7 separate regions of the Mus musculus genome follow, and all the other regions are linked to region 3. The links are chromatin contacts, called in public HiCAR-type, HiChIP or PLAC-seq and promoter capture Hi-C maps. All regions are on one chromosome and are shown on one strand. The core of a region is the stretch at or near the end of the contact, and the rest is flanking DNA. Distances in the headings are between cores, read along the strand shown.

Region 1 (4,157 bases), core at 1,482-3,981, 2.8 Mb after region 3:
CAACTTTTCCTCCCTTCCTTCCTCTATAAGGTTTTTGTTATATATAGGAGGGAAGGACTCCGTACTTTCTGAGATTGATTTTTCTCACAGCAGCCAGGTACCAATGGGCTCCTCTTGATTCCTCCTGGGAGGATGTATCTCATCACCCGTGTACTGATAAATGGGTGAGAGCTGGAGTAGGTCCCGATTCCCACACTAATCTGATGTGTTTGCTGAGCTGCCCACTACAGTGGCTGTAGCTTGGACAGAGTCTTGGTCACCTGTGGCCTTGGTAAGACCCTGGCTAAGAGATGTCACAAAGATCTGTCTGCTGCTCTTCAATGGCTGCTGTAGGAGGAGACTGGAAGATTTTGTCTCATTTTCAGTTATTAATGAAACTTAGCATTGTTTTCTATTTCTTTGAATCTTTCTATACCCTGGTCATCCTTTAATTCTTTTTAGAAAACAGTTATGTTCTTTGATTCATTTTTGTTGTTGTCCTTTCATGTATTATTTTAATAAAAGGTCTTTATATTTTCAGGACAGTACTGGCTATCATAGACTCTGCAAATGGCTTTCCTAATCTTCTATACTATGCCACTGATCTCTTAGATGGTGTTTGTCCTGGACAGCTTTAACTGTTACCCTGACATAGTCTAAGACCATCTGAGAGAAGAGTCTCAATAGAGGAATTGCTTTTATTAGTGGCCTGTGAGCATGTCTGTGGGGGACCGTCTTGACTGTTAAATGATGTAGGACAGCCCAGCTCACTGTGGGCAGAAGAAGTTCAAGGCAGTCGGTGTGAACTGTATACAAAAGCTAGCTTGGTATAAGCTGCTTTGTGAGCCAGCAGCCAGCATCCTCAATGGTTCCTTTTGTATTTCTCTGGCTGAGAAATAAGTTCCTTGGTCAGAGGTAATGCTGTGTAGAATAGCAAGTAGGCCTGCCTTGAATCCTGTCTTGACTTCTCTCAATGATGGGCCATGACCTGGAACTGGGAGCCAAATAAACCCTTCCCTCTCCCAGGCTGATTTTGGTAAAGAGTTTTGTGTTTTGTTTTGTTTTGTTTTGTTTCATCACAGCAACACAAATGAAACTAGAATAATGTTTCTATTGATCTTACCACAGAAATTTCAGGGTTTTAATAAGATTACTTGAAGTTTTTACATATGGACTCACCTTTGGATAACATGCCTATGATAGCCTTTGCATGAGTATTAATTTATAATCCAAACTTTCTTCTAACAGCATCATGGATTTAGACCATACAGTTTTAATGATGAAAGTATCTATTTTCTACATTATTTGCCCAACTATATTAGTACCATTTATTTAGTACTCCATCATCTGATACACCATGTGATACAGAAGAGTCAGCTCTTGTTTTTCTGTTTCGCTACACTACTAACAACAGCAAATATGTTTTGCCACTTCGTAAGACATAACGCATACAATTAGTTTTCACAACCACACAATGGACTACCACCATGATTTTCATCTTATAGATATGGACAGATATAAGTATAAGGCGTAAACATGACAACTAGATAGTAATGATTAATGTGCTACTATGTGTATGCATAAAAAATGCATCCTTGCTTTCACCAATACTGCTCTCAAATAACTTTAATATTGAGTATGACTGGTTACACCTTTGTTCTTTCTATAATCTGGCTATTATAATGTTTCTGGGCCACAGCCTATGGAGTCAGAGCTCCCACACTGAAATCTTGGCATCTATACAGATGAATATACTATGTATCTTCAAGTTTTCTGTGCCTGTGTTTTCCCACCAAGAAAGATGAGAATATTGTCCACATCTCTCACATACTTGTTATGTGGGTTGTCTGAAATGATAAGTGTGTTTAGTGCAATGACTAACAATAAGTACTCGATATTCAAGAGTTTCAAAAATATTTAATGGTAGCAAAAGAATCTATTAGCCTTTAATCCCAGCACTTGGGAGGCAGAGGCAGGTGGACTTCTGAGTTCGAGGCCAGCCTGGTCTATAGAGTGAGTTCCAGGACAGCCAGGGCTACACAGAGAAACCCTGTCTCGAAAAACCAAAAAAAAAGAAGCTATTAAATGTGAGATAATGCCCTCAAAGTCTAAGAGAAATTTGAAAACTACTCTTCAGGAATAAGGCTAAAACAAGACAGTTTACATGAAGCGACTGAAGGAACTTCAAAGGTTGTTCTTCACAAAGAAAATAATCCAAATAATAAAAGCTCTTTACCAGTTAATAAACGGAGAAATACATATAAATACAAGCAAATTTTGTCAGATGACATAGTACTGACAGAAGTATGCCTGACAAAGTAAAGCCAACTGATTAGATTTTCAAACTCAGACTCCAGAGCGGTTGTTTGGTGCTGTAGAATCTACTGAGGGCACAAAGGAGGAAAGGCTGAGAGGAAACTGGGAGAGTGCAGACAAATGATGAACAATACAGCTGCACTTACAAGTTTTTCACTTTTCATATCCCAAGGAAGCCCTCCATGAAATTACAAAAATGTTATAAAGAACTGAAAAGAAGCATTTCCATAATTACAAACTGTCACTTTTGAAAATGTCAGCGGAGAAGTAAACTTTGTGGTAGCAACTAAGTGCCCCAAACACAGGTCTCGGGCAGCAGCCACCCGACGGCCGTGATGGCTACTTTCCAACTTTCTTGTTTCCAAGGAGCCTTCCTTCAGAAACCCAAAACTGCACGTCGTTGGACAATGCCCTGGTGTGTCATATTCTGGGGAATAGCGGCGGCAGATGCTCTGTCATTATGCTCAGAAGCAGCAGCCTGTGGTCTGTGAGGAGCATCAGAGCCTTCTCAACTCTATTCCGGGATCTACTACTTACTCAGTCTGGTGGTTTGGGGCTTGTTACAGTTTCTCTGTGGTTGAAATGGAGTCCCTCCGGTGTGGTTTGCCTTCGTGTTCAGGACATGGTGTAGTGAAGCTATAAATCTACAGGGTTTCCACCGTGCCATCTGGGGAGAGTCCTAGGTAGTAAATCGGCACACAGGGCACCTTATCATTTTCATGCGCCTGTTTTAGACTCATCCTCAGGAAGATGCCACACACTCATTTTAATTTTGTGACATTTCCTACCTGGTAGTTAGCTCTGATCAGTCCTAGAGATTTAGAAAGAGGCTTTCAGGATTCATCTTGCAATGGGTATCCTACACCATGGAATAAAGAGAACGTCCCAGAAGGGACGCTTTGTTCTAGCTTCAAGTTGCTAGATGCCAAGAAATCAGGAGCAATGGAATGCTTAGGAATTAGCCAATCTACCTCTACGTAACTGTGAAAAGAACCTACTATTTTATAATCAAAATTTGGCATAAAATAGCAGGTATATATAGTTTGAAAAGCTAACAAAAATACCCCAAAACGGACATGTAAAACTTCTGGAGCTTGTGTTCTCTGTGGTGTGTTAAGTCTGGAAACCACCTTACTTCAGTGAGTAATGGCTGTGGCCAGAACTGACTAAGCACCAGATGGTATGGTCCACATTTCAGAGGGATTATATAATTTAATTCTCTCAGCAATTCAGCAAGGAAGGCACTGTCATTACATTTTACAGATGTAGAAGCTAGAGTTCCTTATGACTAAAGACCGAGCATTTAGTGAGCTCACACTGCTTGTGCGGTTAGATCTGGGCTGACGGTAGGCCATGGGAACTCACGTGTTGGGCAAGCACTCTGACATTGAGCTACACCCAGAACTTTATCACGAAATCAGCAAGATTGCATCTGTATGCATTCAACACACCAGGCATCTGCAAGATGACATCTGTATGCATTCAACACACCAGGCATCTCAAAACCAGGCATACGTGGACAAACACTGATGAAAACAGTAGTCTTTCTTTGATCTTAAGACACTGAGGGGTCGTGTAACTGACTTGATCGTGCACGCTCTTTCTGAACGGCAGGGTAAAATCATGTTGTAGGATGTGCTACGTGTATGGCACTACACAGTGTCCAAGAGCTACGGTGCTTCATATCGGATTAATTCCTTGGGGGTGGGGAGATTTATTCCAAATGACTCATTTTGATAATATATTAAGGAAGATACTTTATAAATATAGCAGCAAACAGAAATATAAATTTTGCCCTTAAAATGCTGACTGGGAAATAGACTCTTTAGATAGACAAAGCACATGAGCAGAACAAACCTTAA
Region 2 (4,082 bases), core at 1,335-3,834, 2.7 Mb after region 3:
AGAAACAAACCTTTGCTGTCGTTCACCCAGCTCATGGCTGAGAACTGCCCTGGGTACCAGCTGGCCCCAAGTCTCCATGCACTGCCCCTTCAGTTCCTTGTGACGATAACATTACTGATAAAGTGTCTCCATCCAAACTTGGAAGGACACTCTGTTTTTTCTCTAATCTGGACACTCTCCAAGAAAATAGCCTCATCCCATTCATTCCCTCCACACCCAGCTCAGCCTTGAGCTGCACAGCAGCAGCAAGAGTTGTTTCAAACCCAAAGGTGTGGACAAATAAGGAGGCAGACTCCCAGCATTGAAATGTGGACTTTGAGCCAGTGATGGTGGCACACACCTTTGATCCCAGCGCTTGGGAGGTGGAGGCAGGAGGATCTTTGTGAATTTGAGGCCAGCCTGGGTCTGCAGAGCAAGTTCTAGGAAAGCCATGGCTACATAGAGAAACAGATAGAAGGGGTGAGAGGGAAGGGAGGGGAGGAGGGAAGAAAGAAGGGAAGGAAGGAGGGAGGAAGGGAGGAAGGGAGGGAGGGAGGGAGGGAGGGAGGGAGGGAGGGAGGGAGGGAGGGAGGGAAAGAATGTGTGCGCCCGCCTTTAATCCCAGCACTTGGGAGGCAGAGGCAGGCAGATTTCTGAGTTCGAGACCAGCCTGGTCTACAGAGTGAGTTCCAGGACAGCCAGGGCTATACAGAGAAACCCTGTCTCGAAAATCCAAAAAAAAAAAAAGTGTGTGGACTTCAGTTCAAGATTCTTAGACACTATAGCTTAGTCTTGTAAATAAAGACAGCACCTTGTTACCTCAGGGTTATGTGAGGCCGTAACCATGACTCCAATGGTAGATCTTGTTTGCTTTGACCGCAGGACAGCTAGCAATCCCATTCGAAACATGATATGATCGAGATGCTGGGCATTGGTCCGAAATCCAGCAGTCCCATACTGAAGAATGAGCCCCTGGGGCTTGGCATGGAGTGCCGAGCGCTTACACACAGCCTCCAGATCCATGCCTACAAGAGTAAGAAATAAAAGAAGGGAAAGCTTTCAAGTACTGCTTGGTAAACTGCCAACTCAATGTAGCACATTTGTTTCAATGGGACCCTCTCCAGAGAACCACTTTTGGGAAGGCAGGGAAGAGAAAAGGAGACCCTGGAGTTAAAATTACCCAGAAGCCCCTGCCTAAACCATACCCTCCAGGACAGACTCGGGAGAGACACCAGCCACTGTCCACTCCTATTCCACTCTGTCTTCAGGATGAACTGTCCTAAAGTAATGCCATCACACCATCATTTTATGTTACAGAAGGGTCAACTCCCGGTGTGGGCCTCGGTTAATCATATAAAGTCTGGTGTGCGGCCAGTGAAAGGCTGAGGCTGAAGGTCAGAAACCTGGAATCCGTGTGGCTCTTTTGCTGTTCCTCTCAAGCTAGAAAGAAACAGTCCCAAAAGAAAAACAATGGACAGTCATTTCCTCTGGTCTGAGACCCAACCCCACCCCCACCCCCATCAGCTAGGCCATCTCACAGAAGCCTCACCAATCTCCATAAAGACAGGCATGGCAGCCTTCTAAAGTAACATCAAAAACAACTAACATCTACCATGCTACTTCCAACCTGTCATTTAAAAACAAGTGAGTGTGGGATACCTCCAATTCATTCAACTCGGGTTTTCCACTTCGGCCAGCGGTGTATTTGCAGAGCCACAAACTGTACTTCCTGGGTCAGCTCTATCCTAGTTTGCCCAGAGAGGGGGTGCTGTCCCTCCGCTAACAGCCACACCTCCTCGCTTTATTGTCCTTCCTTGCTTCTATACACAACACTACCAGAAGTGTGGGGAAATGTTTGCTTTTCTCCGGTTAGTAAAATAGATCATTCCCAAGCTACTTTAGTTATCAAACTTTTGTCCACAAGGACGAATATAATTTTGTAAAAAAAAAAAAAAATGACCCGTTGGTAATGTATCCCTATTATTCATAGGGGCGTCAACCACTCCTACGAAATTCAGAACTCTCAAAGGAAAATCACAGTCATAGAACAACGGCATGCTTCCACCCTTTAATGCATTTGGAGTTCTCGAACTAATTTCGATTAGGTATGGCAATGTTTATTAAAAGCCCTAACAGTGTTTGCTTCTTTCATTCAAACTGCCACCCTTGGGGATGCATCCTGCTCCGAGCTACTGATTGACTCGCGGCTCCGCGCACTACAGCGCGAGGACCTCAGGCACCTGGGCCGCGCGCAGCGTTGGATAGGTAGGTCCGGCAGTCATGCCCCAGCCTCAGCTGCCGATGAACCCCCACCCACAGCGGCCCGGCATTCTCCACGCCCGCTCACCTAGATCTGGAGCAAGAACGTTCTCTCCACAGGCGAGACGCGGCCGCGCAGTGCGCACCAAACCAACTCTCTCAGACCTCGCAGACGTGGCCCAGCTTTGCTTCCGGCCCGACGCCCCGCCCACACCAATCACAGCCCGGAAGGGCCGCTGAACCCGCCCCTGCACCACCAAGCCCCGCCCCGACCAATCGCGGCGGGTTGGTGTCTGTGGCCCCGCCCTATGCGCCAAGCCCCGCCCCCCAGCCGTCCGCGCGCTGCTCGCGCCCGCGGAACTGCGGCTGCGGTTCGGAGCGGGTTCGGGGCTGCTTGGCTTGAGTGATCTGAAAGGGTGAGGCTAAGGCGGCTAAGGCGGGCCGAAGGTTAGCTCCCGGGGTGGACAGCTGCGCCTTTCAGCCTGGGCCTCAGGGTCCCGGGTCCCTAAAGAACGGGAGCGTTGACGTCCCTCCGACCACCGAGATCACCTCCCAGCCCAGCCCCTGCCAGGCGAGGTCAGCGTCATCCCCGCGGGTCTTCACCCGCTTAGCCCTAGGCGTCACTTTATTAAGTGGAAATGGCTGAGACCCCTCCTCCCAGCCCCTGGCTCTGCGGTGGCGTCCCTATGCACCTGCGCGAGATGCTGCACCCCACTGCGGTCCGGGGAGGCTGTCCTCCGAGGGGGCCTGCGGATGGGGGCTGGCGGCGGGGATGACCTAGAGCCCTCCCCTCCGCACTGCAGGCATCCTTCCTAGCTGCGCAGGCTTGAGATCCAAGTGGGATTCCCGGGCCGGTCCCTGGTTTTCCCGGGATTGAGGCTGACCAGGAATACAGGTGTTTGCAACCACCGGCCACGAAATCTGTCACCCGAGCACCTGTTGAAAGCGCAGACTCCAGAATGGCCGGCAAGGGTGGGAAGGAGAGACAAGGATTCTGGGGTTTGAGGGAGCATTTTAAAGGATGTTGTGCGTACTAGATTGGGGGGGGGGGGCTAGGAGAGAAATCTAAAGTGTATGGATGCGTGCCCGTAGCTCTCTACAAACAGCGGGACTGCCTCTTAGAAAAGGGACCTTGGGAAAATTTCCTGGACACCAGTCGTCATTTACAACCCCATTATTTCTGGGCCTTTTCCAGGTTTCCAAGCCGGCTGATTTGGAGACATGTCAGGGTCAGTAAAAGAAAGCCTTCAGCTTCAGCTGCTGGAGATGGAAATGCTGTTTTCTATGTTTCCTAATCAAGGAGAAGTAAAACTCGAAGATGTAAACGCCCTAACAAACATAAAGAGGTATCTGGAAGGCACCAGGGAGGCGCTCCCACCCAACATCGAATTTGTCATCACGCTCCAAATTGAGGAGCCCAAGGTGGGTGCTTTCATTGGTCCTAAGTGTTTCTGGGTGCCTATCGTGTTTTGCTTTTAATGTGTATGCGTGTTTCCCCCTCATGTATGTCTGTTCATCATGTGCATGCAGTGCCCCCTGGAGGCCAGAACTGCATGTGGGAACCTAGAATTGGACCCTGATCCTCTGGAAGAGCAGCCAGTGCTCTTAATGGCATAGCCCCAGGTATCCACTTGTTAACTGGAAAACCCAAAGCATGAGCTTCCTGTCCAGGTAACAAATAGACAATTTCAAATCCCAGGATGCGTTTGGAAGGAAAATGTACCAAACATGAGATGGTCCATAAATTCAGACAGACTTTAATGAAGTTAATGAGTGTTTAGGATTTCATCGGTTTTCAATGACACTGAATGTGCATAGTAACTACACATACAAAACCTAAATGT
Region 3 (4,284 bases), core at 642-3,141:
CCCACTTTTTTCCAGTTTCCCCTCATTTCTTCTAGGAATTCCAGTTGTATGTATATTAGACCACCTTGTTTCACAGTCTGCCACTGCTTTTGTTCACTTTTATCTCCCTGTGTTTAATTTTATGTATTCTAAAATAAAGACTTCTTTTTATTATTTGTAGTTGTGTTTGTGTGTGTGCATCTGTGGTAAATGCACCTGAGTGTGGGTATCTCAGATGCACCAGATTCCCGTTGGAGCTGGAGTCACCAGCGATGGTGAGCACCTGATGTGGGGCTTCTGCAAAAGCAAGAAGTGCTCTTAGCTGCTGAACCATCTCTCCAGCCCTTCATACAGTTTTTAAATTGTGCTTTCAAGCCTAGTGATTTTTTTTCTTTTCCCAGCAAATTATCTTCTAACCCCACATAATGTACTTTCTATTGCATACCTTGCACATTTCATTTCCATACATCTATTTTGCTTTTTCTCACACACTCTGAATTTCTCTTTAACATGTTTATAGAATTCTCTCTTAAGTTTTTGGAGTGCATAAAATACAGCACACATTACTATTTTAATGTCCTAATTAGCCAAATATGTCATCTGTGTCATTTCTGGTCTGTTTTAATTGATCCCTTATTCCCCCTCCCCCTTAATAGTTACATTTTCTTGTTTTCAAAGTCTGGTGATTTTTTTTTCAATTACATAAGAGTGTAACGACAACCCTGTTGAGTTTTCTTGTATTTCTATAAATATTACTGAGCTGTGTTCTAGTCTACAGTTAAATTTCATGAAGATAGTCTGATCTTTTTAAGGTTTGCTTTTCAGCTTTTATGCTTGACCAAAAATACTTTAAAGACTAACTTTGCATTAAACCTTCTGTGTCTATAGGTTCTACATTCATGGATTTACTCAACTGTAGATGAGAAAAAAATATGTTTTTCCTGTGTCTCTATTGAACAACTTGTCAATATTTCTTAAGTAACACTATATAACATCTATTTGTATCACTTCTGTATTCAACTGGGTATTACAAATGATGCATAGACGATAAATTTTAAAGTATTCAGGACGCTGGGAGATTTAAATCACATGCCTTTAACCCCAGCCTGTTCTGCAAAGGGAGTCAGTTCTGTGGCAGCAGTGAATACACACACAGTGAGATTCTGCCTCGAAAACAAAAACAAACTAGCTCCCCTCCCCCACCAAAAGAAAATAAATGTATACAGGAATAGAGCATAGGTTGTGTGTACAATGCCTCTTTATTTAAAGACTTGGAATATCCACAGATTTGGGTATCAGCAATTTGTGACAGAGGGCATCACTTACTGAATGAAGATGAGAGATCTGGCTACTGCTGTAGCTTCTTACACAAAGCAAAACTATCAAGAGTAAACCAGAGCAAAAACACAGCATCTGCGCCATTTCTCGCCCATGAAACCGTTCCCCTGGACCACACAGTCTGCTAGGGGAGCTGGGTACCATTGAGAAAGCCTAGAGAAGCGTTTCTCCTAAGAGCAGCTGAGCTCATAACTGAGACAGCATCACGGGGATGGGGGCGGGGGGGGGGAATGGTTCGGAGAAAGGAGCTCAGCCAGGATGTCCCGACAGGGAGGGGACCAGAATTCTAACAAAGAGAAGGGCGGGTCTTGGGTTGAAGGCGAGGCCAGGGCTCCCTGGAGGGTAGTGCAAGGTCCAGCGGGAGAGCACCAAAGAAAAAGACCCTGACCCCTGACCGTACAGGCGCAGGTCAGCACGGCGAGCGCGTCGGCAGCTGCGGGTAACTCCCCGGGCCGCTTGAAGTGGGTGGGTCCGGCCTCAACGCAGGAGGGGCGGTGCGACGCAAGGAGCCAATCACGGCCCACGCTTCCACGTGGCGAGCCGTAACCAATGAGAGGTAGCGGGGAAGGCAGCGGGGAAATTTCAAACGTGTTTCCGGAGAGGGGTTGGGGTGCTGCTGTTTGGGCTGCAGCTTGGCTTTCAGAGGTGGGTGCATCAGAGCGGGCATGGCAGAGAGGCTGCGGCCGGCGGGAGGCTGCTGGGTGACGAGGGTGGCGGCGAGCGAGCTGGCGCTTGAGCCCCCGGCCAGGCGGGCGGGTACGGCCTGTAGGTCCTGGGCTGCTGGTGGGGGAGCAGGGCCCAGAAGCGGGTGCGCCGTGCGGGTCAGGACTGATTGTGTAACTCTCAAGACCTGCCCCCGTGGGTGGCTGTGAGCTGGGAGGAGGTGGGGAACCCCTTGCTCCCCTCCTTTGGGCCCATTTTTATTGTTAACACTCCGCGGTGGCTCTGAGCTTTAGTTACTGCGTTGTGGAGAATGGCAGACAGAGTGACAGAAAGCCTGCAGACTGTGGGCTATTAACCAACACATTCATGCAGATAACCGGAGCGCCTGGGCTCCAGTACTGTGACAAGTACCTCGATGCTTGCATTAGAAGGATAAAAGCACAAATCAGGGCTTTGTCTGGGACAAACTTCTGAAAGTCGCTTATCTGTAGAAGGATGCAGAATGCGCGCAATGTCAATATTTACTCTGGCAGGGTAGGCGACCAAAGGGACAACTTATTGTCATTACCAAACGGATTCCTTACGTTCCGTAGGTGAAAGAAAGACATTCAGTGAAATGAAGTTTTCAAAGGCGTCAGCTGGACGTGGTGGTGTATCTATGTACAGCTAGTGCTTGGGAGATGTAAGGAGATAAGCTGCAGAATCAGAGAGAGCAAGGCCATCCTAGGCTACTTAACACCCTTACTCAAAACACAAAAGCGTCATGAGAGCATTATCTTCCAGGTTCACACAGTGTAACCTCAATGCTGTTTCATACTGGGAAGAATAGATGTTTTTGGTTCGTTGAAACTTTGTTCTGGTAAATTACAAGCTATGTCCTTGTGGGTTTTGTTGCTCTGGTTTGATTTAGTTGCCACTAACACTTACCTCATAACAGTTACATTTAGATAGATATGTTTACAAAACTAATGTTCTATCTTATTTATTCCAAAGACGAGTTACAATTTAGAAATGGAGGCTGAAGAGTTAATTGGCAGCAGTGTGACGATTGATTCCATCATGAGCAAAATGAGAGATATTAAAAATAAGATAAATGAAGACTGTACTGATGAGCTAAGCTTGTCTAAAATCTGTGCCGATCACACGGGTGAGTTTTTTCTTTGCTTAAAAAAGCAAACAAAAACCTAAAAAAAAAAAAAAAAAAACCGTTGAGAGCCTCCGAGTTGAAGGTGAGCAGTGTTAACCACCTTGTGTGGCCTAATGAAGTTGTTTCTGTTTTTCTCAGTAAGTGATGGTTATCCGTTAAATTGTACTTCATACTTTAACTTCTTTTGTTTGGAAACATTACAAGTGTTTTTTGCTGGAGGGAAACAGGCAGGCAGATAGATACACCAAACTTGGGAATCTGAGGCAGAAAGCTCTCAAGTTTGTAGCCAGTGTGGAAAACATAGTAAGACCCTATCTCAAAAGCTCAAAACAACAAAAAAGAATCCTTCTTGAGTGTGCTCACAGGTAGTTCTCTCAACTCTTTTGTTACTGCCTGCTACCTTTGTTGGCTACTTTGCCTGCTGCTGTGAGCGCGCGCGTACACACACACACACACACACACACACACACACACACACACACACACAGGGTTTTTGGTTTTGACTGTTTTTGCCACAAACTGAGGAAGCCTCACCAATCTTCCTGAAGTTAATTTCTTGTACTCACGTATTCTTTTTATTTTGCGTGTGAATGTTTTATCTCTGTGTGTTTATATATGTACCACTTTCATGCTTGCTCTCCTTGGAGGTCAGAAGAGAGCACAGGAATTCCCCTGGAACTGGAGCTATGGATGGTTGTGAGCCATCATGTAGGCGCTGAGAATGGAACCTGGGTCCTCTGCAAGAGCATAAAAGTGCCCCACACTGCTGAGACCCCTCTCCAGTCCTCTGAAGTTATATTTAATCTTAACACGGAACACTGAAGTGAAGTATCTGCCTATTAGTCTTGTAGCTGTCTTACCTCTGTTCTGGCTACAGGTCTGTGAGTCCCAAATAGGTGTTCATTTTCACCTCTCTGGTCTTTGTAAACGTCTCTTCATGGCCTTCCCTGATAAACTTGTTTGAGAAAGTTACCTCCTGAGATGGGGGTGTGTCTCCCATCTTCTTTTCCTGTATTGTTTGCACAGCCCCGGTTCACTTCCTGCATTTGTGTATCTGTTCTTGATCTGTCCAAGAAGTGGAAATGACTAGAATGTCCTTTCCATGAGGTCAGCTACCTGTCTGTTATAGCCAGTGCTTGGGTTGGCGCCCGATATGA
Region 4 (3,810 bases), core at 1,020-3,519, 2.6 Mb after region 3:
TGCGGCCGTAGCAGGCGGCTGGCTCCCAGGCCAAGGTAGCGCGAAGGGATCCGGCGGCGGCCGTCTGTCGGCTAGAGCGCCACCTACCGGGAAGAGAGCGCACTGCCGAGGCGCCGACCTTGCCCCAGTGGCCGCTCTAGTAGGACAGGTGCGACCCAGAGAGCAGAGCTGACCTCCACTGGAAGGATGTTGGATGGGCTTGACTATGACTACGAGCATTTCTTTCCCTGAAATGAACAGAAAGCTCAGTTTGGGCCAGGGGAAGCTCTTCTCTGGATAGTTGAGTAGGATGAGGTAGATAATGGAGCAGAAGCTGTACAGGTGGTACTTCCCATAGGTCCAGAGCCCCAAAGCCCACTTTATCGGAGTCTCCTTTATTTGAACTAGAACAGTTTATTAGCTTCCGTATGATGTATCCAAAAATATCCACAATTGATTGGCCATTACATTTCGCGCTAGATATGGTACTTCCAAGACTGAAACAGTTGCAAAAACCAGTGTAACCACTAAAAGACTGGTGGACTTGTATCTTGACTGACCATTCATGTAACTTTTGAGAAGCTAAAAGGAAATGAGTAATTTCTGATATACATTCCCACTATACTGCAGAAATAAAAGAAGTCATAACTTAATTGCTCCTACAAGATACATTTCGAAAGTTTGATGCAGTAAAAGATCTAGTGTGGTATAAACAAATATATCAGGCCATAGGATTTCAGTTGGACACCTTTTAAGAATGGAAAGCTGTTATTTAAAACATAGCTTGTATAATGGGGATTGTCTTAGTTAAGGTTGCTTTTGCTGTGATGAAGCAACAGTACCAAAGGCATTTGGGGAGGAAAGCATGTGTTCAGCTTACACTTCTATACCACTGTTCATCATTGAGGGATGTCAGGACAGGAACCCAAACAGGGCAGAAACCGAGAGGGGGAGCTGATGCAGAAGCTATGGGAGGGTGAGTTTACTGGCTTGCTCCCATGGTTTCACTGAACCTGCTTCCCCATAGAACCGAGGATCACCGACCCAGGCAGGGATAGCACCACCCAACATAGGCTAGGCCCTCCTAGGTCAATCACTATTTTAAAAAACGAGTTACAGTTAGGTCTTATGGAAGCATTTTCTCAATTGAGGTTCCCTCCTTTCAGAAGACTCTATCTTGTGTCAAGTTGACATAAAACTAGCCAGGACTGAAATCCTGTTTATTGATGTTCCATTTCATAATTTCATAGTTATAATTATCTGACATTGAACAAACTGGAAGCATTTCTAAATAGGTTTAATCCAAAGAGGATGGCGTATATCTGCAACCCCAGCATTTAGGAGACTGAGGCAGGATTGCTGAAAGTTCAAGGTCAGTTTGGGCTATGTGAGTACAGGGCCGTCTAGAGCTATGTGGCAAGACTGTCTCAAAACAAAAACTGGTCTTAAGTATACTGAAAATGTGATTTCAGATAACTTTTCTAATATCAACCTTTGAGGTGTTTTAAAGTTTATCATGTTGCTATATAAATTCCTGTTTCATTCCAACAATTTGAGATCATAAGAGGGAATAATAGCTTTAAAAAGTAAAAGCTTTGGGATGGAGGGTTGGCTTTGTGGTTAAGAGCACTTGGTTGCTGTTTCACAGGACTGGGAAGCTAGGTTTATAGCACTCATAATTGCTTGCAACTTCAGAGCATCTGACCTCTTTTTCTGGGCTCCATGCATGCACACACATACCTGTGGCACTCCCATATAAAATATAAGTAAATAATTTTTGAAAAAAAGCAAAGGTAACTACTATTTGGTGGCAACTCATTTATTTGAAGGACAATTGTTCTCTTATACTTTTAACACAGAATATTACTTAAATTTTGGCAATACTTAATATTGACACCTAGCAAAATACACAGCGTCCTCAGATTAGCGTGCTCCTCATATATGGTTTAAAACTAGAACACGCAAAAACACTTGTAAAGACAACAACCCTTTCGAATACGCGTTTGAAAGACGGCTAGATACAAAAAAAAGTGCTAAACTGGCTCTCGGTTTCACACAAACTGTGCCTGAAATGACGCGCATAAAGTGCTGGTGGATCCAGATGATCGTACTTAAATAATACTTCAAAACTGTTTTCAATTCCCCCATTCCATCAAAATGATGGTTCGCTGGCTCCTTGCTCACACCTTTCCCGCCTTCCCTCCGCCGTCTCTCCGGTCGCCCGCACGAGGGCGCTGTGGCGCCGGCTAGCCGTGGCCGCCGAGCAGCGGACGGGGACGGGGGCGGGGACGGAGGCCGCCGACGTCGACGCCGGCGTGGGCGCGCGCGGTGCACGCTGGTAGCTGTCACTAGGCCCTGGGCTGGCGGCCTTCGTGCGGCTGCCGCGGTTGCCAAGAGAGCGGCGCCAGCGGGGAGCAGCAGAGCCCGCGGCAGGTAACAGCGTCCCCGCCCCCGGCGCGGTCGCGCGGCGAGACGCGGCACGGTTCGGGCGAGCGTCTCCGGGCTTGGCCTGCGGTGGTGGCGTCGGGGTGTCACCGCCCGGCCCCCACCTGAGCCCGCCTCTGGGTGGAGGGAAACGGGCCCTGACCTGCCCGGGGCGAGCGGTGGGACCCGGGGCCTGTCCGCCCGTGGCCTTCGGCGGGCAGAGCCGGCACGGGGCTGAGGGGTGGTGTCACCTGGGCGCGGGTGCCCGGCGCCTTTGTTGGAGGCTTCCCGGCACCCCGTTGCCTCGCCAGCCCGGTGGGTCCCTTTTAGGATCGAGGCGACACCGAGGCCCGCCGATGTGCCGGTGCAGAGGGTTGGGAAGCAGAGCCAAGTTCACCAAGAGGAAGCCGAGCTAGCACACGGAAGTTGTTAACAGTCCTCACCTTTGATTTCCAAGGCTTTGAAAGTTGCCCCATCGCTGTACTTAACCTCACCCTCATCCTGTTGAGGAGGGAATAGCACGCAACTGTACTTTCTCCTCCCCAAGCAAATTGTGTCTTGTTAATTCTTATATTATCTCGGAGTTCTGTGGAGTTGAAGAAAACTCAGATTTAGAGATTGTAGTCAACAAACACATTTTTTTTTCTTCTCTTTTTTTTTTTTTTTTTTTTTTGATCGGAAAAATACAGGAGTCAACCTCATTTAGTAGCTCGCAACTATAGGGTCAAAACTTTTCATTCTGGAGATGATAGCCCCATATGTAGGTGTTAAGGTCTTGCCACTTTGAGGTTAGTTGTATTCGTATTAGCATGGCGTCGCTATGTGCTAGGCTATGTGCTAAGTAAGTCACAGGATTATCAATCCCTTGGTTCGTTGAGCTGACAGAAATTATAGCCCAGGTAGTCTGAATTCCTTGTTGTAATGGTTACTTCTAATTAAACTTTGTCATTCCTCAGAACTGCTAAAAGCAACCCCCTTTTGGGGACCCAATTTTTAATAAAGAATTTTTAAAACTGAAGGAAACATAGACCAAAAATGTGACACCATGACCCAAAGGTTAAATTTAATTGCTTTCCCATCTGTTGTGAAGAGCCCTACTTTGTAATTCCAATAGTAGAAACAACTGTAGCCTGGGGCTTGAGGGCTAAGGTTCAAAGCTCTGTTTTTGCTGCTAACTGGGTATGATCTCTCTACCCCTCAGTTACTGTCTGTATTCTGGTGTCTAGTTTTGTTGTTTTGTTTTAGTGGTACTGCGATTCCTTGTGCATGCTTAGTTAGATTCTACCACAAGCCTGTGCTCCCACTGTAAACTTTTTTTCTTGGGGTGCTGGGAAGGAATGAAACCTTGGGCCTGGCACATGAACAGCCTCAGGGATTTGAAGAGCTCATGATTTTCAAAATTGCTAT
Region 5 (3,919 bases), core at 298-2,797, 2.9 Mb after region 3:
AACACATAAAACACATTATCAGGACTGAAGACCCGAGTCTAGTCTCCCAGATCCACACTGCAGAATGAAACAGATAACCTCTCTCTACAAGTTGTCTTCTGGCCTCCACCCATGTACCATGGCAAACATGTGCTCCTCATATAACCAACCAACCCACCAACCAACCAACCAACCAATCAATGAATATAGTACAAAGAACCAGTTGTTCCATGATAGACTAGGCCTGTGAACTTATTTGATTCTTTGGTGCTATGAAGGTCAGAACTGACAGAGGTAGTTTATTTTATTTTCCTCTCCCTCTCCCTCTCCCCCTCCCCCCCTCTCTCTCTGTGTTGGGGGGCTATGGAGGTTAGTCAGGGGGCAGTTGTGAGCACAGGCTCTGAGGATGAAACCTTAAGTCTTGGGCATGCTTACGTGAATGCCCCATACACTGGACTACATTCCAAATACAGGACTCGGGGTTTCTTTTCTTTGCTCCAGACCTGCTTCCCAGTAAAAGCTGAAAAAGTAAAGCTTGTTGTGTTTTATAAAAAGGAAAGAAAGAAAGAACCAGGATATGTTTGGTAGAGTGAGGTATGGTGAGGTGGAAGGGGGTGCCTCTGTGGGTCTATACTGAGGCATCCTTTCCCCCTGAGAGACCAGTCACATATATAGTATATGTGTGATATAGTATGGAGTAGAGTTTATTTTGGGCAGGGGGAAGGGAGTTTAGGAGGGAGTAGAGACAGAAAGAGAGAAGGGGGGCAAGGAGAGGAGAAGAGAGGAGGGGAGGGGAGGGGTGGGGAGGGGAGGGGTGGGGAGGGGAGGGGTGGGGAGGGGAGTGGAAGGGAGGAGAGAAGCCAGCCATGAACACGTGGAGAGAGAGAGAGAGGTGGGAGGGGAATGTTGAGAGAAGGGTACAGAGAGGGAAGAGAGCAAGAGGATAAGTAAGGAGGGGGCAAATAGCCCCCCCCTTTTTTTTTTACTGAGTCAGTCATACCTAGCTGTTGCCAGGTAACTGTAGGGCAGAGCCTAGAAGGAATGCTGACAATGCTTTCCTCATACAATCTCCATCCCAAAGGAGTGCCCCATCCCGAGGAGAGAAGAAAGGAACAGAAAGAGTGTGATGGGAATTCTGTGGAGACCGGAGTGGGAGTATGCCAAACTTGGCTCAAAATAAAGCTACAGAAGTGAATCACAGGAGGCTGCACAAGTTGCTCCCTGGGTGTCCCAGTGTCCCAGCGTAGGCTCCTCACCTCTGCCTTTGGCCTTAGATGGAGACTCTTGGGTTGGAGGTAACCATAACCTTTACTCCCTTCGTGCTAATACTGATTAAGTTGGTTTAGGCATGCTGGCCGCTCCTCCTCCTCTTGTTTTTGCTGCTTTGTTTTTAAAACATTGGTTAAAACACGCCCTGGGTGCCTACATTCTTGCGAACCCATTTAGAGTTTTTTTCTAGCTCTTAACCATCGGTGTGCAGCAGGGATGCAGTGGTGTGTAAGCAGGATCCGCCCACCCCTCCCCTCTAAGTCAGCGTCATCGCCCCTTCCCCTCCCATCTCCAGCCACTCAGTGCAGCAGCCCCACTCTCGCCTGGTCCCGGACTCGGGGAAGCTCCGCTGAGAGGACCCTGCACTCTGCTGCCCACTAGGCTCCTGGCACCTTCCGTAGCCAGTGTCTGCATCCACCCGGATCCTTGCTGGGCAGCGCCCCTGGGACGGGAGGATACAGTAAGCATCTCAGGTAAGGATGAACTCACTGCACAGGAGGGCACCCTAGAGGCTGGACCACTCCTGAACAAGGCAGGACCCACAGGAGGAACACAGAAAAGCACTAAAGAAGGGATCACAGGCTGGCTGTTTTTTAGAGATCAACCACCCTTCTTCCATTCTGAATGAGTAACGGCCACTGCAAGGTTAACATCCGAGGAGTGAGTGATGTTTGCATTGGAATACAAATGGAATGCTTTCTGCTTAAACAGTACCAGAGGGGACCCTCTTTATTTTTGTGATTATTAACAGATGTCACTGGAAAAGGTGTAAAAACTTTTCCTGGAAAGAGGTTTGTCTCTTCCCTAAGTTGCTGCCGAAGTACTTTCTGCCTCTGTCTGCCTCATTCTCTCTCTGTCGCCCTGCCCTCTCTCCTCTCCCTTCTGCCTGGGTAGCGAAATGAACAGTGGAAGACCCGTGGGACGAGGAGGTGAGATGAAGTGGAGATCTTGGGCTTGCTTTAAAGGACCAGCCAGGGGTGAGTGGATTGAAAAAATAACCAAGTATTGAGAATTACCAAAGCTGAGTGAAGGGCACATGGAGATTAAATATTTCTCTTGCCTCATCTGTGTGTTGGTGTGTGTGTATGTGTGTCTGACTGTATGTAAGTGTGTGTTAGTATATGTGTAAATATGCATGTGTGTGTACGTGTGTGTATATATGTCTGTGTCTTTCTGTGTGTGTGTGTGTCTGTGTCTGTGTATGGGTGTGTGAGATCTTGAGACCTTTTATAATAATAAGAATTTTTGGAAAGTTGCAGCAACTCCCAAGCCTGATTGATCTGACTTCCATACCATCTTCAATTTGGAAAGTCGCTCTTCAGGGCTGAGGAGATGGTTCAGCAAATAGAAGGCTTTCCTCACACACATGAAGACCTGAGTTTGGATCCCCAGAACCCACAGAAAACCAGAGGAGATAGAATACATCTGAAATCCCAGTGCCCTATAGCAGATGGGGAGAGAACATAGGAGACTCTGTGAAAGCTTCTAGGGGGTTAGCCTGGCATATGACCACACTCAAGGTTGTCTTCTGACTTCCATGGGGTTCCATTTACTCACAAGAACCAAGGCGTGCACACACATGCAGAAAGATGTTGTCTGGTATATCAAGTCTCTTCTTCCCTGTCTTTATTAATTTTTCTGGCTTCTGACATCCCCCCCTCCCCGCCGCCAAGTTCATTTGTACAGAGAATTATAAAAGTCATAACTTGCTGACTGGAGAATTGTGTTTAAGATCTGGTTTATGATTTAGCAGAGAAAATGTTAAAATCCTAGCCAAATAAGAGCCAGGCTAGAAAGTGCCAATCAAACGGTGCATGGGATTTCATTTTAGAGAAGACTCTCATGTGAGACAGTTCTATGTACATTTCTTTTCCACTTTTTTTGCAGATATTTTAAAATATGAGAGCCCTCAGTATGTGCTTGGCTCATCACACGTGAAGCTGCTACTGTGGGTCAACTTTCTCTACTGAATAGACTGCCTTTCTTTCTGTGCCCAATTCTCAAATATCCAACAAATCCATTTTAAATAGAAGCACCGGACTCAGGAATTCTGGAATGCTGGAGCTCCTTCACCTTAGACACGACAGATGGGAAATCTGAATTGGGAACATTAGGAAAGACCAACATCAACTTAGTTTACAAATCATTATTTTATAATTTTACATTTCCCTACAGGTAAACTGATATGTGATTAGCGAAATACACTGTGACTACCAAAGATAATGCATTTATTAACTATTCTTTGCTGAAGATCCAACTTAAAAAAAAAATAAAGCGTAGTCAAGAGTCATGTACGGTGCACCTCATATGCCAGCAAATGAAGGATCACCCTTGGGGTTACCTTAGTTCCATTCACCTCAATTTGATTTACACACAGCGAAACATTTTATAAATTGAGATGTACGTATCCTGCAGAAATAGCAGGAAAAAAAAGAAAAGAAAGGGAGGCTTTAGTTTTTATTGTGATGAGAAACAGAAGTTGTGGGTTACTGTAAAATAATCATCTGAGTAACTTTACCATCTTCCTTTCCCTCAAGGACTGCCAAACTTTTAAAGCAGACATTGCTCTGTCTCCAGTCCTGAAGCTGAATTTGAAAATAGTGCTATGGTATGCGGTATTTTGAATAGCCATTGGCACATTGTCAGTGAACCCTCTAACTGTTGATTCTCA
Region 6 (4,133 bases), core at 1,270-3,769, 2.9 Mb after region 3:
CAAGGTCAACCTGGTCTAGATAGTCAATTCCCTCCAGGCTAGACAAAGCTACACAATCAGAACTGCACTAAATAAATAAACAAATAACTGACGAAGTAGTAAGTACAAAATAATATGGAGCACCTTAGTGTATAAGTGTAAGCATTAAATCATAGTGAGAATAAGATAATTAGGAAAGGCTTCCCTAGGGAAATGATTACTAAATCAATTAATATCATTTTAATTTTAGGAGTCACAACAAAAATGAAAAGAAGAAAATCTTCAATATATTTTAAGCTAAAGGCTAAGTTTGGGAGTTAGACACATCTAGGATAGATAGTAAAACATTAATTTACATTCAACATAACAGGAAATAGCACTATAAGGATTTGAATAACAGGAGAATGTGAATAAAATGCTAACTGGTAGATCTCTCTCTCTCTCTCTCTCTCTGTGGTGTGGGGGACACGCACTCTCTTGTGTACATATACAAGTTGTTTGTGGGTGCCTCTAGCTGTGAGCTGCCTGAGATAGGTGCTGAGAACTGAACCCGTGTCCTCTGCAAGAGCAGCAAGCACTCTTAACCACCGAGCCACTTTCCTCAGCAACAAAAGATGTTTTCATCCATACCTAAATGTACGGACATAATACTAACTAAGCATGTCTCGGTCACCCAAAGGTAGGATCGTCAAACTCTTCCTTAGTGTGGCTAAACGAGTATTCCTATAGCGGGTGACAGGCTAGGCTCGTCTGCTAGGAGAAATTTAGAAAGCACTGTTGACTTTAGCATCCCCTTGGAGTCAGGTCATCTCAACATTAAAAAATTAAATTAAATTAAGAATTCTGTCCTAATAACAAAGACAGGGGACTTTTGAGTATATAGCAGATGATGTTAATGCCACAGGCATCACGCTGACCCCAGGGCTGAGTAAGTAAAGTTCCTTCTATTGATTGTCCCAAGATGACCCAGATTTGTAATCCAACTTGATACACTGCAGGTAAAATGTGTGCACACATTAAGACTGTACTTTTCTACCTTTGGTGTAAGATCTTTGTGACAGTATCGTTTCTACAGTGGGTATCAACTGTTACAGGTTAGCAGGAGACTCCAAACCCAGTAAAGTATGCCTTTGCTATGGGATGGGATGGGCTGGCCTGTCTACCCACTCTTAACAAACATTTCAACCTTGACTTAAGAAAATCAAACAGGTTCTGCTACTCGTGTGATCTTGTCAAGGCGACCCATGATTTCGTCATAAGTCAGGACAGGCAGGTAACACGTGAGAGCCACAAGTGGCTTTGTCACACCAAAGTTTACCTTTGTTCTAGTGAAAATAGTCCTCGACCTACAGGATAATAAAATAGGAAGAAAAAAAATTCAAACTAGCAATTACATTGATTTTGAAGGAAAAATAAGTAGGAAACTTAAAATGTTTACACTACATAGCTATAAATAATCAAATAAAGATTTGTAGAAGTCACTACAAAAAAATTACAAACTCGCCGGGCGTGGTGGCGCACGCCTTTAATCCCAGCACTCGGGAGGCAGAGGCAGGCGGATTTCTGAGTTCGAGGCCAGCTTGGTCTACAGAGTGAGTTCCAGGACAGCCAGGGCTACACAGAGAAACCCTGTCTCGAAAAACCAAAAAAAAAAAAAAAAAAAAAAGAGTCATAAAAAAATTACAAACTCAAACTAGCTATAATGCGCAAAATAATCACACGTGTTTAAGTTATTAATAATGAGCACAAGTCACCCATAACATGACTAGAGAGAAATGCTGAGGTACACTTCTTAACGAAAAAGGAGGTTCACTAAAGTGATACCCTAAAAGACTTAACAGGCCTCCATGCTGACACTCATGTCACTCTCCACATACTGAAGAAATAGGAAATCAGATATGCACACACGTGCATGCACATATGTGCGTACGTGCGTGCACGCACGCACACACACACACACACACACACACACACACCATTCTAACAACCACCCACACTATAAAATAAGACCTAGTTACTTACAAAAGCAAACTGATCATTTCTAAAATGTTCTCATTTAGGGGAGATCTTGGGTATAGGGTGGGAGGAGAGATATCACAGCATGAGAAAAGGGAACTCTGATCTGGGGCATACATTGAATTTCCTTGTAATAAGAAAAGAAAAAAAGAGGACTGGTTTAAAAAAAAATAATAACTTTCCAAAAGTCAGAATTTAGAAAGGAAAATAAATGAATAAATAAAATAAATGACTGTACCGCCGTATCATGTAAGTTTTCCCACCTAGGCATGCACGTAGGGTTCAACAAGAAACCACCCACACCATACAACCAATGTCATCCCAGAAGCCAAGAGGCCCTGGAGCCCCCACATCTTGTGGATGGGATCCCAGGCACTCAGAGGCCATCTCTGTTCAAGGCAGGACCGGTAGGACCACTTGTCTCCACAGCAGCCTCCGGTCATTGCCAGTCCAGTCACCTGGACCGGGAAGGCACGTCGCGGCTGAGCTGGCCGCCCGCCTGCCACCCTCACGGAAAACGCTCGATTCCCACACTGGTCCACACTGCCCTTCCCGGGATGGGAAAGGGGCAGACAAAGAAGAGCGGACCACAAGTTACATCGCTCCCCGGGGTCCAGCATCGGGATGCTGAGAGGCGAGGGCGCCGGCTCCGCAGTGGCCTCCCGGGTGGGACGGTCCCCTCGGTGGCACGCAGGTCCCCGCGGCCCAGCGGCCGGCTGCGGGCACAGGGCGGCTCTCGGGGCCGCGGGGCTCACCTTGTTGAGATGCGGGTCCCGCGTCAGCAGGTAGCCGCGCTGGTGGGTGTGTCGGCGGCGGGGGGCTCGGGGCTCCATGGCTGGCACGGTGGCGGGGCGGACGCGGAGTGCGGCGGGCGGCGGCCGTGCGACGGAAGGCCCCGCGGCCGGGGGCGGGCGTGGGTGGCGAGAGGGGGTGGCGAGGCGGGAGGAGCCCGCGCCTAGCCGCCGCCGCCGCGGCCGGGCGGCCCGCGAGAAGCGCTGAGTCACGGCGGCATCGGCCGAGCCGCCGTGCGAGGGGGCGGGGGCGGGGCTCCGGCCAGGCTGGTGAACGCCAAGCGAGAGACCTGGGCCCCGACGGGTGAGGGGCGGGCCGCCTCGCTTCCTCGGCTCGTCCACTGTCCTCCCCTAACCCCAACGTCCTGGGTGCCAGCCATGCCCCCGGGGCCTGATGCAGGAGGGGGATCAACTTTGACCCAGAAAGTCCAGGCCTCGATGGCACTGGGCGAGAGGGCGACTCCCCGCCTGTATCTGAATAGCATAGGAGGGGAATTTCTTTTGAACGCGATAAGAGAAGAGGTGTTAAGAGTACACGGGTCCAGTGATCAGACCTATTGAGCTTAAGAAGGACTCCCCTGAGCGTTCTGGAAACCAAGATGTTCATTTTTGCAAGACTATATGGTTTCTTCTTTGAGGAAAGAGGGTGAGAATAAAAGGTCTTCCAGTATTCAAACCCTGTGGTTGCATTATTGATATTTCTACTTAAAGATTAAAGGACTGGAGAAGTAAGTCCCATGCCACTCAGGGATGTCTGATTAAAACAGAACAGAACAATCAAGCAGCCTTCAGACACCAAAGCCTTTTCTTTTTAGTGTAATCGCATGGCCAGATTCTATGGTATTCGCCTAAACACTGAGGAATGGTTATGGGGTTATATATTGCCTAGATACCTGTGAAATGTTTTCTAATTATTTTACTTTACTCTACCAGTACAACGATAGCTTTTAGGCTATGCTTGAATTCAGAAGTTTCTTTGGCCTGGCTTTTAAATTATCTAGACTCAGTTATTTTATAGAAAGCATTATATTAGCATTGCACAGTTCTTCAAAAACATTTCTTGTACTTAACATGACACCTTTCATTGTGAGTTTTACAACCCATAAATAATTTACCTCATAACATCTGAGAAAGGGGTATACTTTACAAAACTCCCTCTCCTAAATTAGATGAGGCGCATTGCAATTATAATGCTTTGTGTGAGTCAAAAACAGTTTAACAGCAGACCTGGAAGATACAAATTTCCAGGAGAAACCAATTCCAACAGTTTTAGTAGAATGAAGCTTTTATGACTTAAATTTAGAGATGTTGCTTGTCCATTGCTGTGGGACTTAAGGTCTATAGCAA
Region 7 (3,926 bases), core at 165-2,664, 2.0 Mb after region 3:
ACCATCGTCATGATTGCCATACATATGACTTCAGCTTCTGAGTCGGTTTTTTTTTCCCCTCAAAGCTTTTCACATTTATACTGCAAAACACTTTTAAAAATAAGAGAAAGGGATTTAGATAAATGTGCTGAAGATGCAAATTAATGAAACTGTCTTTTTGCACAAATCTCTGCAGTCTCCAGGCTCTGCAGCTTTTTTTCCTGGGCCATTTTGGCTGGTGTTTCTGTGGACTATCTTTCCACAGAAAGAAACAGCCATAGACTCAGAATTGGACCGCCACAGTCATGATGCATGTTGTGGGGAACAATCCCCGGCTTCCTTAACTTGATACTTTTATTATACTGGGTCTTCTTTTTCCCAGCCTTATCTCTCCTATCGTTTCTCTCTCTAAAATGAAATAGTCTGTAATCACCCACACCTTTTAACTTGGGGAAAATTTGACTGAGGAAAAGCAGATAAGACTTTTTGAGAGAGCAATGAGAGGGCGTTCGGGACTCCAACTCTCTCCAGACTTAATGACATTGGTCCTATAAGCATTCCAGTCGTTTCCCTAATCCATCATCCGGCGCCTGCCAGCGCCCCCTGGGAGACAGACTTTGGGACAAACTTCTTTCCCAGGTCAGCCCGCCCACCTCCCGCCGCGAGCGCTCCCTGCGTAAGTGACTTGTGCTGACACAACGCACCGCATCTGGTGTAGGGAGCTTTCCGGGTGACTCACGTCTTTGCAATTTGCTTTTGTTTCTGGGGTGTTTTAGCTGCAATTTTCTTCCCTCTGGTTTTAATTTTGAGAGGAGGGGGGAAAAAACCACCCATAATGAATCAAGAATGAGTGTCCTTTCCAGTAACCCTCCCCCACTTTAAAGTTGACTGTCTTTACAAGTTTGATAACTACCCTAGACGTGCGGGGGCGGCACAGGTAGGAAGGCATTAACTAACTACCTCATAAACTGAAGTTGCCAGCCAAACCGAGCCACGAGAGAGGAGACTTTCTGAATCTCCCTCACAACCCAGGCGTTTGCCGCGGCGGATGTAACCTGTGCAGCTCCTTCTTCTACTGCTGCTTTGCTCACGCTTAAATCCCTCTCCTCACTGCCAGCGGTGCCAGAAGCAGCGTGAATTCCAAGAGGTCCACCAGCGGTTTTGTTTCTGTCCGAGGTAAATACGCTATGCAAAATACGGAACCACCAAAGGATGCCGGGGAGGGGGAACAGAAGGGGAATCCCTCACCTTCTCGGGATGCGTTGCTCATTTATCTCCGCCTAGGGGAGTCGCCCAGCCTAGGTTGCCCCTCGTATCCCTCCCTGAAGCCCCTACCTGGGGCAGCAGAGGTGGCCAGCGCGGCGGCGATCTCTCCTGCAGCCCTGGCCCTCCCCCGCCCCCCGGCTTGGTTTTTCCCAGCCGTGGAGGTTGGGCCAGGGGCTGGGGTTGAGAGGAGAGTCGGCGCCCGCAGCAGGAGCTGGGAAGGCGCGTGGACTCGGGTGGCCCTCGGAGTTGGCTTTGCAGGCGCGGGGTGCGGAGGTGAGCAGTGGGGACCGAGCGGCCAGGTTTGGAGCCTGGAGGCGGGACCAGGGTTCCTTTCTATACTAGGGCGTGAAGAGAGCCGGGGGGGGGGGGGTCCTGGCTGCCACACCGCCCACGGTCCCACGGCCGCTTTGTTGGCGGGTTCCCTCCGTTTTTCTGGAGATGTCTGGATCCTCTCGGGATCGGGGAGCTGGGTGGCCAGGAACTGGGGAGTCGAGAGTAGGCGACAGCTGTACGGCTCTGCTCCCCTTTTCACACTAATCCAAGGAGGTACCAAAAAAAAAAAAAAGCTCTTAAGAGTCCCGTAACCCGAAACTTCGCTCTCATCCCAAGGTGGGAGGGGGAGGAGCGGCGGGGGCGGGGACCCCGGAAGGCAGGTGGTCGGCCGGGGCGGTAGGAGCTGGGATCCGGAAAAAGGAGAAGTTTGCTCGCTGGACACCGCGGGGTCTGCGTGAAGTTCTAGGCGGGAGGAGGGCAATCCGGGCAGGAGCCAGGCGGGAGGTGGCCCGGGTCCTGATGGTGTGGGCCCGGAAGAGGTAGGCTTAGCGCCTGGGAGTGGGGACCGCGTCCCACTAGGGAGGAAGGACGCACACAGAAGCTTGGGCCGGGTTGCTAGTGTGGGGACTACTTGGTTCGTACTCGGGGAGCTGCGGCCGTCACTCCTCCTCACGCTTCTCTCCCGCTTGTCCCAGGTCGCTCATCCGATCCTGCCCTGAGAGAGGCGCCAACAAAGGAGTTGAGGAGGTGCCACCCACCCCAGCTGCGGCGGGAGGAGGAGCGCCAAGGCCCGTGTCCCGACCCGCCGTGCGTACTCACTGGAGGGAAGGGCGGGGTGCCGCTCCGGGAGGGGGACGCCCGGTGGCTCGGGGTTAGCCAAGTTCCAGCTTTTGGCGTCCCCTCCTCTGCTCCCACGCGAGGAAAGTTTGCCGTCGACGCTTGCGGCCGGCTCGCGCCCGCCGGGCCCAGGCGGTCGAGTCTTCGGAGCGGGCGCTGTCCCAGCTCCGGGGAACCGCGAGCCGCGATGCCTGGGGCGGGCTCCCGGGGCCCCTCCGCCGGGGACGGACGGCTGAGGTTGGCAAGGCTGGCGCTAGTGCTGCTGGGTTGGGTCTCCGCGTCGGCCCCCAGCTCTTCGGTACCCTCGTCTTCCACCTCCCCGGCAGCCTTCCTGGCCTCGGGGTCTGCGCAGCCTCCGCCAGCCGAGAGATGCCCCGCGGCGTGCGAGTGCTCCGAGGCGGCGCGCACGGTTAAGTGCGTGAACCGCAACCTGCTGGAGGTGCCGGCGGATCTACCGCCTTACGTGCGCAACCTTTTCCTTACCGGCAACCAGATGACCGTGCTCCCGGCGGGCGCCTTCGCCCGCCAGCCGCCGCTCGCCGACCTGGAGGCGCTCAACCTCAGCGGCAACCACCTGAAGGAAGTGTGTGCAGGTGCCTTCGAGCATCTGCCGGGTCTGCGCCGGCTTGACCTCAGCCACAACCCTCTCACCAACCTCAGCGCCTTCGCCTTTGCGGGCAGCAACGCCAGCGTCTCGGCCCCCAGCCCCCTGGAGGAGCTGATCCTGAATCACATCGTGCCCCCTGAGGATCAGAGGCAGAACGGGAGCTTCGAGGGTATGGTGGCCTTCGAAGGCATGGTGGCAGCAGCTCTGCGCTCAGGCCTTGCACTCCGAGGTCTTACACGCCTGGAGCTAGCCAGCAATCACTTTCTTTTCCTGCCTCGGGACTTACTAGCCCAACTGCCGAGTCTCAGATACCTGGACCTCAGGAACAATTCCCTGGTGAGCCTGACCTACGCATCCTTCCGCAACCTGACACACCTCGAAAGCCTCCACTTGGAGGACAATGCCCTCAAGGTCCTTCACAACTCCACCTTGGCTGAGTGGCACGGCCTGGCTCATGTCAAGGTGTTCCTGGACAACAATCCCTGGGTTTGCGACTGCTACATGGCTGACATGGTGGCTTGGCTTAAAGAGACAGAGGTGGTGCCAGATAAAGCCAGGCTTACCTGCGCATTCCCGGAGAAAATGAGGAATCGTGGCCTCTTAGACCTCAACAGCTCTGACCTGGACTGTGACGCTGTCCTTCCCCAATCCCTGCAGACTTCCTATGTCTTCCTAGGTATTGTTTTAGCTCTGATAGGCGCTATTTTCCTCCTCGTTTTGTATTTGAACCGTAAAGGCATAAAAAAGTGGATGCATAACATCAGAGATGCCTGCAGGGATCACATGGAAGGGTATCATTACAGATACGAAATCAATGCGGACCCCAGATTAACAAATCTTAGTTCCAACTCGGATGTCTGAGAAACCGGACCCGTCAAGGAGGACTCTGCATGAGGTGTAGACTTAAGGGTTTTTTTTTCCCCTTTACTAGGCTTGCTCCACTTCCACACTTCACCGTAGACAC

The links. Promoter capture Hi-C pulls out the DNA fragments that hold promoters and counts their contacts. HiCAR-type assays count read pairs that join an accessible place to other places. HiChIP or PLAC-seq counts read pairs in DNA pulled down with a chosen protein or histone mark. Capture Hi-C pulls out chosen DNA fragments and counts their contacts.
Region 1: a contact with region 3 is called in a promoter capture Hi-C map of hippocampal neurons, with 4 times the contacts expected there. The contact joins the enhancer-like site here to the promoter of Ttk in region 3. A contact is called at or near these places in 4 of 39 promoter capture datasets (the 3T3-L1 cell line, the C10 cell line, hippocampal neurons and 1 more), 1 of 115 datasets of contacts at active chromatin or transcription factors (astrocytes) and 1 of 9 other capture datasets (liver).
Region 2: a contact with region 3 is called in a promoter capture Hi-C map of adipose tissue, with 8 times the contacts expected there. The contact joins the promoter of Rwdd2a here to the promoter of Ttk in region 3. A contact is called at or near these places in 3 of 39 promoter capture datasets (erythroid cells, neutrophils and pre-B cells), 1 of 484 Hi-C or Micro-C datasets (CD4 T cells), 3 of 115 datasets of contacts at active chromatin or transcription factors (astrocytes, large pre-B cells and pro-B cells) and 2 of 9 other capture datasets (adipose tissue and liver).
Region 4: a contact with region 3 is called in a promoter capture Hi-C map of pre-B cells. The contact joins the promoter of Dop1a here to the promoter of Ttk in region 3. A contact is called at or near these places in 16 of 39 promoter capture datasets (the 3T3-L1 cell line, the C10 cell line, the HPC-7 cell line and 12 more), 2 of 484 Hi-C or Micro-C datasets (CD4 T cells and regulatory T cells), 6 of 115 datasets of contacts at active chromatin or transcription factors (astrocytes, embryonic forebrain, forebrain and 3 more) and 2 of 9 other capture datasets (adipose tissue and liver).
Region 5: a contact with region 3 is called in a HiCAR-type map of astrocytes, with 8 times the contacts expected there. The contact joins the promoter of Prss35 here to the promoter of Ttk in region 3. A contact is called at or near these places in 1 of 39 promoter capture datasets (cranial neural crest) and 1 of 115 datasets of contacts at active chromatin or transcription factors (astrocytes).
Region 6: a contact with region 3 is called in a promoter capture Hi-C map of adipose tissue, with 4 times the contacts expected there. The contact joins the promoter of A330041J22Rik here to the promoter of Ttk in region 3. A contact is called at or near these places in 2 of 39 promoter capture datasets (cranial neural crest and liver), 1 of 115 datasets of contacts at active chromatin or transcription factors (astrocytes) and 1 of 9 other capture datasets (adipose tissue).
Region 7: an H3K4me3 HiChIP or PLAC-seq map of embryonic forebrain shows a contact between it and region 3, with 5 times the contacts expected there. The contact joins the promoter of Tpbg here to the promoter of Ttk in region 3. A contact is called at or near these places in 2 of 39 promoter capture datasets (cranial neural crest and hippocampal neurons) and 4 of 115 datasets of contacts at active chromatin or transcription factors (astrocytes, embryonic forebrain, embryonic stem cells and 1 more).

What each region holds. Positions count from the first base shown.
Region 1 is chr9:86,621,455-86,625,611 of GRCm38.p6, forward strand. All of the region lies in intron 6 of Me1 (malic enzyme 1, NADP(+)-dependent, cytosolic), which reads right to left. Among named protein-coding and RNA genes, the nearest start is that of Rwdd2a, 52 kb to the left of the region's middle. Within about 2 kb of position 2,732, at least 73 of the 459 cell types and tissues checked have an H3K27ac peak or open chromatin away from gene starts, as enhancers often do. A contact at or near this core is called in hippocampal neurons, where this site is marked.
Region 2 is chr9:86,569,404-86,573,485 of GRCm38.p6, forward strand. It overlaps Rwdd2a (RWD domain containing 2A), which reads left to right and starts at 2,585. Exons shown (of 3, transcript NM_001145969.1): 1 at 2,585-2,654; 2 at 3,434-3,660. The coding sequence starts at 3,460. Pgm3 (phosphoglucomutase 3) reads right to left here and starts at 2,439. Exons shown (of 13, transcript NM_028352.4): 1 at 2,327-2,439; 2 at 799-1,004. The coding sequence starts at 1,002.
Region 3 is chr9:83,832,798-83,837,081 of GRCm38.p6, forward strand. It overlaps Ttk (Ttk protein kinase), which reads left to right and starts at 1,892. Exons shown (of 22, transcript NM_009445.2): 1 at 1,892-1,962; 2 at 2,974-3,127. The coding sequence starts at 2,992.
Region 4 is chr9:86,464,885-86,468,694 of GRCm38.p6, forward strand. Dop1a (DOP1 leucine zipper like protein A) reads left to right here and starts at 2,270. Exons shown (of 39, transcript NM_177208.3): 1 at 2,270-2,412. It overlaps Ube2cbp (ubiquitin-conjugating enzyme E2C binding protein), which reads right to left and starts at 32. Exons shown (of 10, transcript NM_027394.2): 1 at 1-32.
Region 5 is chr9:86,742,086-86,746,004 of GRCm38.p6, forward strand. Prss35 (protease, serine 35) reads left to right here and starts at 1,548. Exons shown (of 2, transcript NM_178738.3): 1 at 1,548-1,721.
Region 6 is chr9:86,692,923-86,697,055 of GRCm38.p6, forward strand. A330041J22Rik (RIKEN cDNA A330041J22 gene) reads left to right here and starts at 2,520. Exons shown (of 3, transcript NR_045835.1): 1 at 2,520-2,780. Me1 (malic enzyme 1, NADP(+)-dependent, cytosolic) reads right to left here and starts at 2,992. Exons shown (of 14, transcript NM_008615.2): 1 at 2,751-2,992. The coding sequence starts at 2,828.
Region 7 is chr9:85,841,438-85,845,363 of GRCm38.p6, forward strand. It overlaps Tpbg (trophoblast glycoprotein), which reads left to right and starts at 1,415. Exons shown (of 2, transcript NM_001164792.1): 1 at 1,415-1,518; 2 at 2,214-3,926. The coding sequence starts at 2,543. The coding sequence ends at 3,823. LOC115487186 (a long non-coding RNA gene) reads right to left here and starts at 2,243. Exons shown (of 2, transcript XR_003948199.1): 1 at 2,161-2,243; 2 at 1-1,778.